Linked DNA regions of Oryctolagus cuniculus: region 1 is linked to region 2. A link is a contact called in public Micro-C data. All regions are on one chromosome and are shown on one strand. The core of a region is the stretch at or near the end of the contact, and the rest is flanking DNA. Distances in the headings are between cores, read along the strand shown. Region 1 holds the start of SELENOS (selenoprotein S). Region 2 holds the start of ASB7 (ankyrin repeat and SOCS box containing 7).

Region 1 (4,868 bases), core at 2,067-4,566, 530 kb before region 2:
TGTGAGTGGCCGGCGCCGCGGCTCACTAGGCTAATCCTCCGCCTTGTGGCGCCGGCACACCAGGTTCTAGTCCCGGTCGGGGCGCCGGATTCTGTCCCGGTTGCCCCTCTTCCAGGCCAGCTCTCTGCTGTGGCCCGGGAAGTGCAGTGGAGGGTGGCCCAAGTGCTTGGGCCCTGCACCCCATGGGAGACCAGGAGAAGCACCTGGCTCCTGCCATCGGATCAGTGCCGTGCGCCGGCTGCAGCGCGCTGGCCGCGGCGGCCATTGGAGTGTGAACCAACGGCAAAGGAAGACCTTTCTCTCTGTCTCTCTCTCACTCTCTCACTGTCTACTCTGCCTGTCAAAAAAAAAAATATTGTGAGTGTTGTGGGCCCATGAACTATAAATGTTGGAAATAGCTACCAGGTGTTACACGCACACCTAATGAGCATAACTTAGAGGCCACATGGGGAGTCTACGAGAGTGTTGTTGGATGAGGTGGGTCCTTTGTTGGGTTTGAGAAACGCCGTTGTTCGATGGCCCTCTGCGGTCTTCCTCAGCTCCCACACCTCATTTGTTTACTTCTGTGGAAAGGTGAGGTTTGGCAATTTATTGGTTAGCTGCTGCCACAACAGTGCTGTGTGGGAGGCCGCCACGGTGCTCGGGGCTGGTACGCCCTGTTATGCACACAGAGCCAGCTGTCAGGTTCAGTCTCACAGCTGGCTCTGTTCACTGCAGGCCTGGCTCAGCTCTATCTGCCTCCTCCTTGGACAGGTGAGCCAACCTCACAAAGGCACACGAAGTAAACACCAGAGGCTTTGTAAGGCCTCCAAACTGACACACTTTCTTCTGCCCACTGCTGTTAAGCAAAGCAAGCCACGTGGCCCAGCGCGAGTCGGAGGCTGGAGAACGGCCTTCCCCGCTCCTGGAGGCCATGGCAAGGCAGTGGCGCCAGGAAGGACGAAGGGAGGCCAGTCACGAGGCTGCCGCGGTCGCTGGCCTGGTGGCCATCTGCGCTTGTCCTCCTTTGCAAACAACTCCTGAGCAGTTAGCACTGAGCAAACTTTGCTGAGGTCACCGTACGCTGTGGACAAGCTTGGTGAGGTGACACACCCAGGCACAGGGCAAGGCTAGGAAGAAGGTGTCACTTCGTCACTGGGACCCAGAACAGTGCTGGCAGGACGGGGTGTTGGCGTAGCAGCAAAGAAGCTGTCCCCATCCCATGCTGGAGAGCTTGGCTTAGTGCCCCGCTTCCTGCTAAGTGCTCCTGGGAGGCAGCAGGTAATGGGCTCAGCCTCTTGGGTCTCCACCATCCACACAGGAGACTGGATCGAAGCTCCAGGCACCTGGCTTCAGCCTTGCCTATCCCAGATGTTGTAGGTATTTGGGGAGTGAACCAGGGATGGAAGATCTCTCTCTGCCTTTCTACTAAATAAAAATAAAAAAGAAAAACATGTTAGGAACTGAAACAAAACTTTATCCCTCACCCACCCAATCTACTCCTATTATTATACTAAGTATCTAAGTATACACGCTACAGTTCTCAATATACAAAGGTAATTTTATATATCTGAAATATTTTCACGAGTTGGTGTTGGTTTCCATCTTACTTTGCAAACCCTGAGTGAAAGAATCGTTCACTTTTTCCCCACAAGTGACATCACAGATGACGGACATCACAGACGAGCATGTGGGTCAACAAGGAAACAAAGCACTTACACCCGCGCTTCGTGATGTGCAGGCTGACTGAATTCACTGGGTGGGGGCAGGCCGGCAGTAGCCAGTGTCTGCACTGGGCCTGTCCTCCGCAGCTACTCCGAGTATCTTAGTTTCCCAGCTACACTGTAAGGGTGAGCCCAGGCTGCCAGTCCTGCCAAGTCACCAAGGAAAAATGAAACTGTGCTCCCAAGCATTGATTCCGACTTCGGTGCTGTGAGCCCTTCTCTGAGCAAAAACTTCCGGGGAGAAGAGAGGCCTTGACCAGTGGCTTCCGTGAACAGTGACCCCACACCTAATGTCCTTCCCAGCATAACAGGCCAGGCACTCTGATCTGTTGTCTGCATGCAGGATACCCAGGGCTCCACACCGCAACCATAACCCCAAGGAGTAATCAGAGTTCCAGCAAGATGCCAAGTGAGAAGACTCTGGAGCAGAGTGAAGGTTCATCGCTTTGCAAGTGGGAGGAAGGCATCAAGGCACCAAGTAAACCCCTTCCCAGTCTCCCCAGACTCGGCCAGCCTCCCAGGCCTGCTCCCACATCCAGAGCCCTCCGTCTCCCGGTGTCAGGCCATTTTCAAGGTGGCTGTCAGGTGAAGGGGCCCTGGACTTGATGTGGCCCGTGACCTCCAGTGCCACAGTGGGAATCTGCTTCCCAGCCCCCGGGGCATGCTGGGACGGGCAACGACTCTGCACACCAGCAAGGAAGAGCAGTGGGTCTGTGCCTCATCTCACTGTACTGCAGTCACCCTGGTGACGACAGGTGGCAAACTCTGATGTTACCACCTGTTCCCTAGTTTCTCAATTCGTTATGCTCCTGAACCTCGACTCTTTTGAAATACAAGTCGGTATGTGTGCTTCAACTGCTTCTCAAAGAAACCCTCGGGGTGCAGGTGTGGCCTAGTGGTCAAGACACCTGCATCTCACGTGGCAGTGCGCAGGTTCCAGCCCTGGGTCCCCGAGCCCAGCTTCCTGCCCTCGGGAACCCTGGGAAGCAGCCCGTGGAAGCTGAAGTGGCTGGATCCCCGCCGTTCACGTAGGAGACCTGGATGGAGTTCCGCGGCCAAGCCCTGGACACTGCGGGCATGTGGGCAGCGACCCAGGGATGGGGGTGCTCAAGTCTCTGAAATAAAAATAAATACGGCTTGAGGTCAAATTTCCAAATCGGTGGATACGGTGGGCATGAGCGGTGTCACGTGAGCCGTGGATGACGCCCCAGGACACCTGCTAAGAGCCAGACCGTGCAGAAGACTCTGGCCCACGTGGTACTGATCCAGAGAACCCCGAGGGTCGGCGGGGTTTTTTTTTGCCCGGCAGCAGGCGGCTGCCCTCGGTGGCTGGGGGTCGCCAGCCCCTGAGTCCCGCTGCCCAGTGCGCCCGGGCCAAGGACACGGACGCAAATCCCACCTCCGCGCGCATCCTCACTTCCTGGGCCTCAGGGTCCAAGCAGGAAGAAAGCACGCATGCAGCAAAAAAATCAGGGAAAAGGGGTCAGTCGCCACTCGCACCCACCGCGGGCCCGGCCCCGCCCGGGACGTGTTGGGCGGGTTTCCGCCGCTCCGGGGCTGACCACGCCCCCGACCACGCCCCCTCTGCCACAAGCTGAGCCGCGATTGGACGAGATCGCGGTCGCGTCCCGGCGCGCCACGTGTACGCAGCGACGAGCCGGAAGCGGCCCGCTGGAGGCGACGCGTCCCGGCCGGGCGGCGGCGGCTGTCATGGAGGGAGAAGGCGAGCTGCTGTCCGCGCGGCCGGCGCTGGAGACCGAGGGGCTGCGCTTCCTGCACGTCACGGGTGAGTCGCCGCGGGCCGCGGCCCAGCGCGCCGCCATGTTCGGTGGGTGGCCCGGTGCTGCCGCGGCCCTGGCCCCGGGAGGCCTAACCGGCGGCCGGGCGCTGACGCCGGCGGGGACCCGGCGCGGCGGGCGAGCCCCTCGGGTGTCTGTCCCCGGGCCCCGCTCGGGTCCGTCCTGGGCCTCCGACGCCCGGCGCTGTCACCTGCCAGGGGGCTGAGAGGCCTCGCTCCTCGGGGGTCCCGGCGCTGTAGCCTGCGGGCTGGCCCGCCGAGGTCCGCGGACGGGCGGGGGCGCGGCTCTCGATTCTGAAGGCTGTCTTCTTCCTTGCAGTGGGCTCGGTGCTGGCGAGCTACGGCTGGTACATCCTGTTCAGCGGCATCGTCCTCTACGCCGTCCTGCAGAAGCTGTCCACCCGCCTGCGGGGCCTGCGGCAGAGGCAGCTGGCCGGCGCCGAGGCCGCGCTGGGTCAGTGCGCGATCCCGTGTTAGCCTGCACCAGTTAGTCCTTGTTAGGGGCGTGGGAGCCTGGACTTGATTTCGGGGGCATGGGAGGTGTATTTTTTTTTTTCTTTTTTTTTTTTTTTTAATTTCTGGGATTTTAAATCGGCCGGATGGTACGCACAGCACTCAGGGCGGCGCCTGTTAGTGGTGGTTCGTTTACGGCACGGGTTAAAATGAACCCTTGATGGGTTTGCCTCCTAACTCGAGTTATGCCAAGGAGCATGGAGCGCCACATTTTGATTGTCACGACATCGCCCATCAGACCCGATTTCTAGTTCCCCTGAGTGGTGACGCTTGCACTGGTTAGGCACTGCGTCCCAGACCTGCCGGCCAGGCCCGGAGGTCGTGGTCGCGTCGGCCAGCGGTGCGGTTGTGCAGAGCCAGCTGTCGTTGGTCCGGAGGGGAAGGTGCAGGCTACATACAGACCAGAGAGGAGAGGGCTTCGTCGGGGGTGGTCACTTCTAGTCAAGGAACCCCAGAGTGCCCTCACCTCTGTCTGTCGCAGGCCTGACCTGCTGAGACGATGGAAGAGGATTCTGAAAACTCTGTCCTTGATTGACAGCTGGATTCGGGCCACCCTGCTAGGGAGGACTCCCCATTGTGTAACGGAGTCTCACTGCGGCCAGCAGACCGCCTGCGTGTTGCTCGCGGGGCCACTGCCCCACAGCCCTGTAGTTGGCATTGCCGGGAGGGGCTCAGAGACCTGCGCTTGCAGATGCAGTGTAGGGCGATGGTCCAGTCCCCTGCCCCTCAGCTGCAGAATACACGCAGAGGACGGAGCTGCTTGTGGGAAAACCTTTTCTGCTTCTACTATGTGCATGCGGGTTTCCATCTTAATTGTACCTGGTGCTGAACCTCAAGTCTTTTCTGCCGTTTTA
Region 2 (4,982 bases), core at 1,936-4,435:
TGAAGAGAGAGGCTGGAACTCAGGTTAGCAGCGATGAGAATATCAACTCCACCCAACCTGGACTTTTTACAGATGGTTTAAACCTCTGCACCACCAAAGTCAAGTGAGAATGAAATAGACACACCTTATGCAGCACGCTGACTAATTGAGAATGACATCACTTTCAGTATAGAAAGCACAAGTCTTGGCCATAATACATCTAGTGATACTGAACAGGTATCGCTGAATATCTTCCATTAAAAACAATTCTGCAGCAGGTGCTCGGCCTGGCAGTTAAGATACCAGCGAAGATGCCCACAGCCCGCATCCGAGTGCCCGGGTTAGATTCCCGGCTTCGGCTACTGATCGGAGCTTCCTGCCAGTGCAGACTCTGGGGGCGGCCGTGGAAGTTCAAGAAGCTGAGTCCCTGCTGCCCCTGTGGGCGACCTACATTGAGTTCCAGGTTCCTGGTTCAGCCCAGGCCAGCCCCGGCCACTGCAGGCCTTTGGGGAGTGAACCAGAGGATGGAAGCTCTCTCCAACAACAACAGAATCCATTATCCCCTGTGTGATCACAGATGTGTGTCTGGTTACCAAGCAAACCAGATGATTTATTTTTCCCCCAAAAAACCAAGCAACTGGCAACAGAATTAACACCAAGGTAACCGCCAGGTTGAAACACATCAACTACCTAACTGACCGTGTCGGTAAATAAAAATACTCACATATTTCAGATGTTCGGCTTCACCTACATCAAACATTCTCAATCATGCTAACATTAGAAACGTGACAGACGCTGACAATTCTACTGGACATTCCCTAATCTTAGAAAAAGCATGAGAAATCGAGAGGGCACACGAAATACTGCTGAAGCAGTGAGAACGACCTGGCTAGACAACCGGAGAAAGCAAGGTTCTTTCTTTACCTCAAAGCTGGAGAGGCCCTGGGTCCCTCGCCTACCATCTTAGCTGGCAAAACCCCTCAGCAAAGTAAACATCCCAGAAACCTAGTGCCTCAGATGCTGACTAAACGTGAAACAGGAAAAGGTTTGCAAAGGAAACACACCTCAAATGCTCTAGCACGGCAGAGTTTTAATCATTCGATGTCTCTGGTGATCTCCATACGGCCACAAACACAAGTGCACCTGAAAAGGAGCTACCCCTGGCTCCCCACACGCACACCCAAGGCTGCCTTCACCCTCCCTCGGAGCAGCACCCTCGTTACAAGTCTCCCACATCCTCCCTCGGAGCAGCACCCTCGTTACAAGTCTCCCACGGCGTCCAGGTCTCCAGACCCCGCTACAGTGTCTTCAGCCACATGTAGAGAATCAGCAGAGACGTCGTGGGAGCAGAAGGTCTAGTGACCCAGAGGAAGTCACCAATCTGAATCTCTCCCAAGAACGTCTTTGCGCCAGAAATTCCCTAAGTGGTCAGCAACATCAGAACAACTCGGAGGCGAACAGGCTGCCTTTCACTCTTGCTACGGGAGGTGACAAAGTCGCGGCTGCCGTGAGACCTGACTTCCGAGTCCGCCTCGCGGGGACGACACTAACGCTCACTTACCTTGGGCGGATCTGCGAGGCAGCGGCACACCACGCAGCGGCACGTGAACTAGACACGCAAAGTCTGTAAGAGCTGTGAAGCGAGAATCTCGTTTACGAAGTGTTGCCACTGGAAGCCCCACATACTTCAACACATCAAACGATCTCTCTGGTTTGGTGTTTTTTTTTTTTTTTAATTTTTTGAGTGTCAAATGACTTAATAACACATTGTGCAAAATTCTATCAGTTCTAGAAGATCTTCGGTGTAACAAACTCCAGTCCCTTCCTAGTCCACCTGTATCGGTCACCCAGAAGCCGAGTTCACGGTCCCCAAGTGCTCCCACTACTGCTGCCTGCACGAGGAAGGTGCACAGATCCACTTCTTAGTAGGAAAAAAAATCAAAATTATTTCCTAAAACAAGCCATTAATTTCCCTTCCCCTACCAAAGGCCGTCCCCTAGCAAACCCCAAAGATTTCCTGGTGGAGGAAGAGGCAAGGGGACACGGGAAGGGGTCGGGGAGAGCAGTAAACTGCGGGTTAATTAACACGCAGGGTCCTTCAGAATTAACGAGCAATTAACACGGAATTGAGGAATTCCTCCGAGAGCAAGGAAGCGGGGGTCGCTACCCGAAACCTCTCAAAGCCACAGGGCAGAGCTCATGCAAAACGCGGAAACACACGGGGCCGGGCCCTCGCAGGGGTGAGAGCCGGCTCCGGCGTGCAGGAGTTATCGGGGCGCCGGGGTCACGCGTGGGCAGCGGGGCCGGGAGAGGGTGCACTCCCAGGCAACTGCCCCCCAAATGCAGCCCCGCGCGGGGGGGGGGGAGGCAGGGATGAACAATGGGGGAGGGGAGGCCCGGCTCCTTACCTGGCCGCAGATGCTGGTGCCCGGCTCCCCGCCGCCGCCGGCTCCCACCTGGAAAACAGCAGCGGCGAGGAGGGGGCTCGCCCCCGCCCACCCTCCCGGCCGGCCCCGGCCCCCCGGCGGAGGTAACTGACTTTACCTGTCCCCTCAGCTGCGGCCCCTCTCCCTCCTTTGCGTCTCCTCCACACTCGCCAACTTCTCCATTGAAGAAACACCCCAGGCAGGGCCGGACGCGGGGGCTCCCCTCACGGCCCCGAGCCGCCGAGCATCCGCACCGCCGAGCAGGCGCGGGGCGGCGGTCCCGGCGGCCGGGCAGCCTCGGGGCAGGGGTGCAGGGAGGAAGTCCCGGCTCGGGTGGGGGGGCAGTCCCGGGCCAGGGGCTCGGAGCAGGGGCTTGCCGCACTCCGGGCCGGAGGCTTCCAGCTGCGGAGGGACCCAGGAGGTCGCGGGACAGCGAGGTCCCGGGTCATACAGGGGCCCAAGTGCCAGCAGCGGGGTCTCCGGACTGGGGGCTTTCGGGATGCACTTTGCACTGGGCCACCCCCGCCCCCTCCCTCCAGCACTTTGGGGTCACTGGGATGGGACCAAGCCTTCAGCGACCAATCAGCGGCCGCCCTGGAGCCTGAGCCCGGAGCCGTAAACCAGGTCCGGGGTGGGTGGGGGTGGGGGGTGGGGGCGACTTGGTTGGTTGGTTGCTTCCTTCTCTCCTCCTTACCCCGGCAGCCCCCACCCCCTGGATGCCGTAAAGCTGCCTGCGCATTCGCGACAGTTGGAGGAGGCGTGCCGATCTGGGCTGGGACTCGTTTCTGATTGGTCTCACTTGCTTCCCCCCCCCCCCACCGCGGCTTCCCCGCCGTGGCTTCCGAGGCTCCGCCCCTGGCGGGGGGGACTCGAAGCGGTTGCTAAGAGACGCGGTACGCTGAACGCGGCCTCTGCGCATGCGGGGGGAGGGGCCATCGTGTACTTTCCGTGAACTACGGTGGCCCGGAGAGGGTAGGGCTCAATGGAATGGCGTTGCGAGTGCGGAGTTCCGTGAGCAGGGTTCCGGGCAGGTAACCGGGTGCTCTCGCTGGGCTCGGCGGCGGGGGCGGCGTGCGTGCGGCAGGCTGAGGGGCGTAAAGGCTGTGGAGGCGGCAGTTGCGAGCCTTGACCCGTCGCTCCCCAGCGCTTGGGAGACGCAGGTGCCTGGCGCTGGTCGCTCTGTGGTTCCCCGAGACCCCGTTAGCCACCGGGCTGGGGGTGGGAGGGAGGACCGGTGATGCCGGCCCGGGCGCTTTCCGGCAAGGGTAGCGACCTTTCGGAATCGTGTGTGAGGGGAAGGCAGAGAGAGCGAGCCGCGGACTCGGGCTGGGAAGGCGTCTCCTGGGTCCGCGGCGGTGTGCTGACCCGGCGGCTGTTCCCGGGCGCCGGCCCGACGTTTGTGCCTTCACCGTGACGGGGCAGGCGGCGAACGCGCAATGGCCCGGGACCGGGCGCCGGGACGTCGGGGGTCGTGGCCGGCTGGAAAGTGACCTTGGAGCGGGCTCCGCGGCAGGGCCTCCGGAGGGAGCTTTGCTCCTGACAGACGCTGCGAGAAGCACGGCCGGCGTCGTGGACGGGAGCGGTGCGGGGCTGCGGGGCTGCGGGGAGGTCCCTGGCTGCTCTGCAGTGTGCGAGGGATGGGCTGGGCTGGGGTTCAATCACAGTTGACCGTGTCCAGTGTCCTCAAAGAAAGCCTTCCTCCTCCGTGTATAGAAGAAACATGCACGGACATTTTGTGGCAGGTGGGGTCCAAGGGTGGCGTTTGTCCCCCGCGGTCATACCCAGCGCCGTGCACACGAGCTACCCGTGGATGGCTTAGCTGGGCCCTGGGCTCCGTCCTGTGCTGGGAAACTCCTGATCGAGGTCAGGCGGCCGTGCGGGGAGGTGGACGCCCTGACCGGGGCAGACCGGGCGTGCGGCCGCGCTGGCTGACCCCGAAGTCGACATGCGGGAGGCTTTCCGGGGCTGCTGGTGTCTGTCTGGAAGGGTGCGGGCGGGTGGGAGGAAGCGGAGCACATCCTGGGCACCCTTAAAGTGCCCCCGAGAGCTTATGGGGCCAGCGCTGCGCCCTAGCAGGTGAAGCCCTCGCCTGCGGTGCCAGCATCCCACGGGGGCGCCAGTTCAAGTCCCGGCTGCTCCACTTCCAAACCAGCTCTCTGCTGTGGCCTGGGAAAGCAGTGGAAGATGGCCCAAGTCCTTGGGTCCCTGCACCTGTGTGGGAGACCGGGAGGAGGCTCCTGGCTCCTGGTTTTGGATTGACGCAGCTCTGGCCATTGTGGCCAATTGGGGAGTGAACCAATGGATGGAAGACCCCCCCCCGTGTGTGTGTGTGTGTGTGTGTGTGTGTAACTCTGACCTTCAAGTAAATAAATACATCTTTAAAAAGAAAGAAAGCAAGCCAAGAGTTTAATTTATGGGACACAGAGGTGAGAAGACCCCGGGAGTCAATCTTGAAGAGCCAGGGAGACCGGCTGATGGGTTTGGGGACTTTATCCTAGGAGAGTTGAGGGCTTTTGAGAAGGCAGTGGGCATAGGATGGGCCAAGATGCGGCCACTCAGGGAGGCGCCTGCAGCAGG

The links. Hi-C and Micro-C count contacts between places; a contact is called where the count stands out from the background.
Region 1: a Micro-C map of ear pinna shows a contact between it and region 2, with 5 times the contacts expected there. The contact joins the promoter of SELENOS here to the promoter of ASB7 in region 2. A contact is called at or near these places in 2 of 6 Hi-C or Micro-C datasets (ear pinna and an unstated tissue).

The regions. Positions count from the first base shown.
Region 1 is chr12:10,472,750-10,477,617 of mOryCun1.1, reverse strand. It overlaps SELENOS (selenoprotein S), which reads left to right and starts at 3,316. Exons shown (of 7, transcript XM_070053318.1): 1 at 3,316-3,489; 2 at 3,821-3,955. The coding sequence starts at 3,414.
Region 2 is chr12:9,938,541-9,943,522 of mOryCun1.1, reverse strand. ASB7 (ankyrin repeat and SOCS box containing 7) reads right to left here and starts at 3,185. Exons shown (of 7, transcript XM_008248763.4): 1 at 2,524-3,185; 2 at 2,388-2,435; 3 at 1,541-1,612. It overlaps LINS1 (lines homolog 1), which reads left to right and starts at 3,329. Exons shown (of 9, transcript XM_051822935.2): 1 at 3,329-3,436.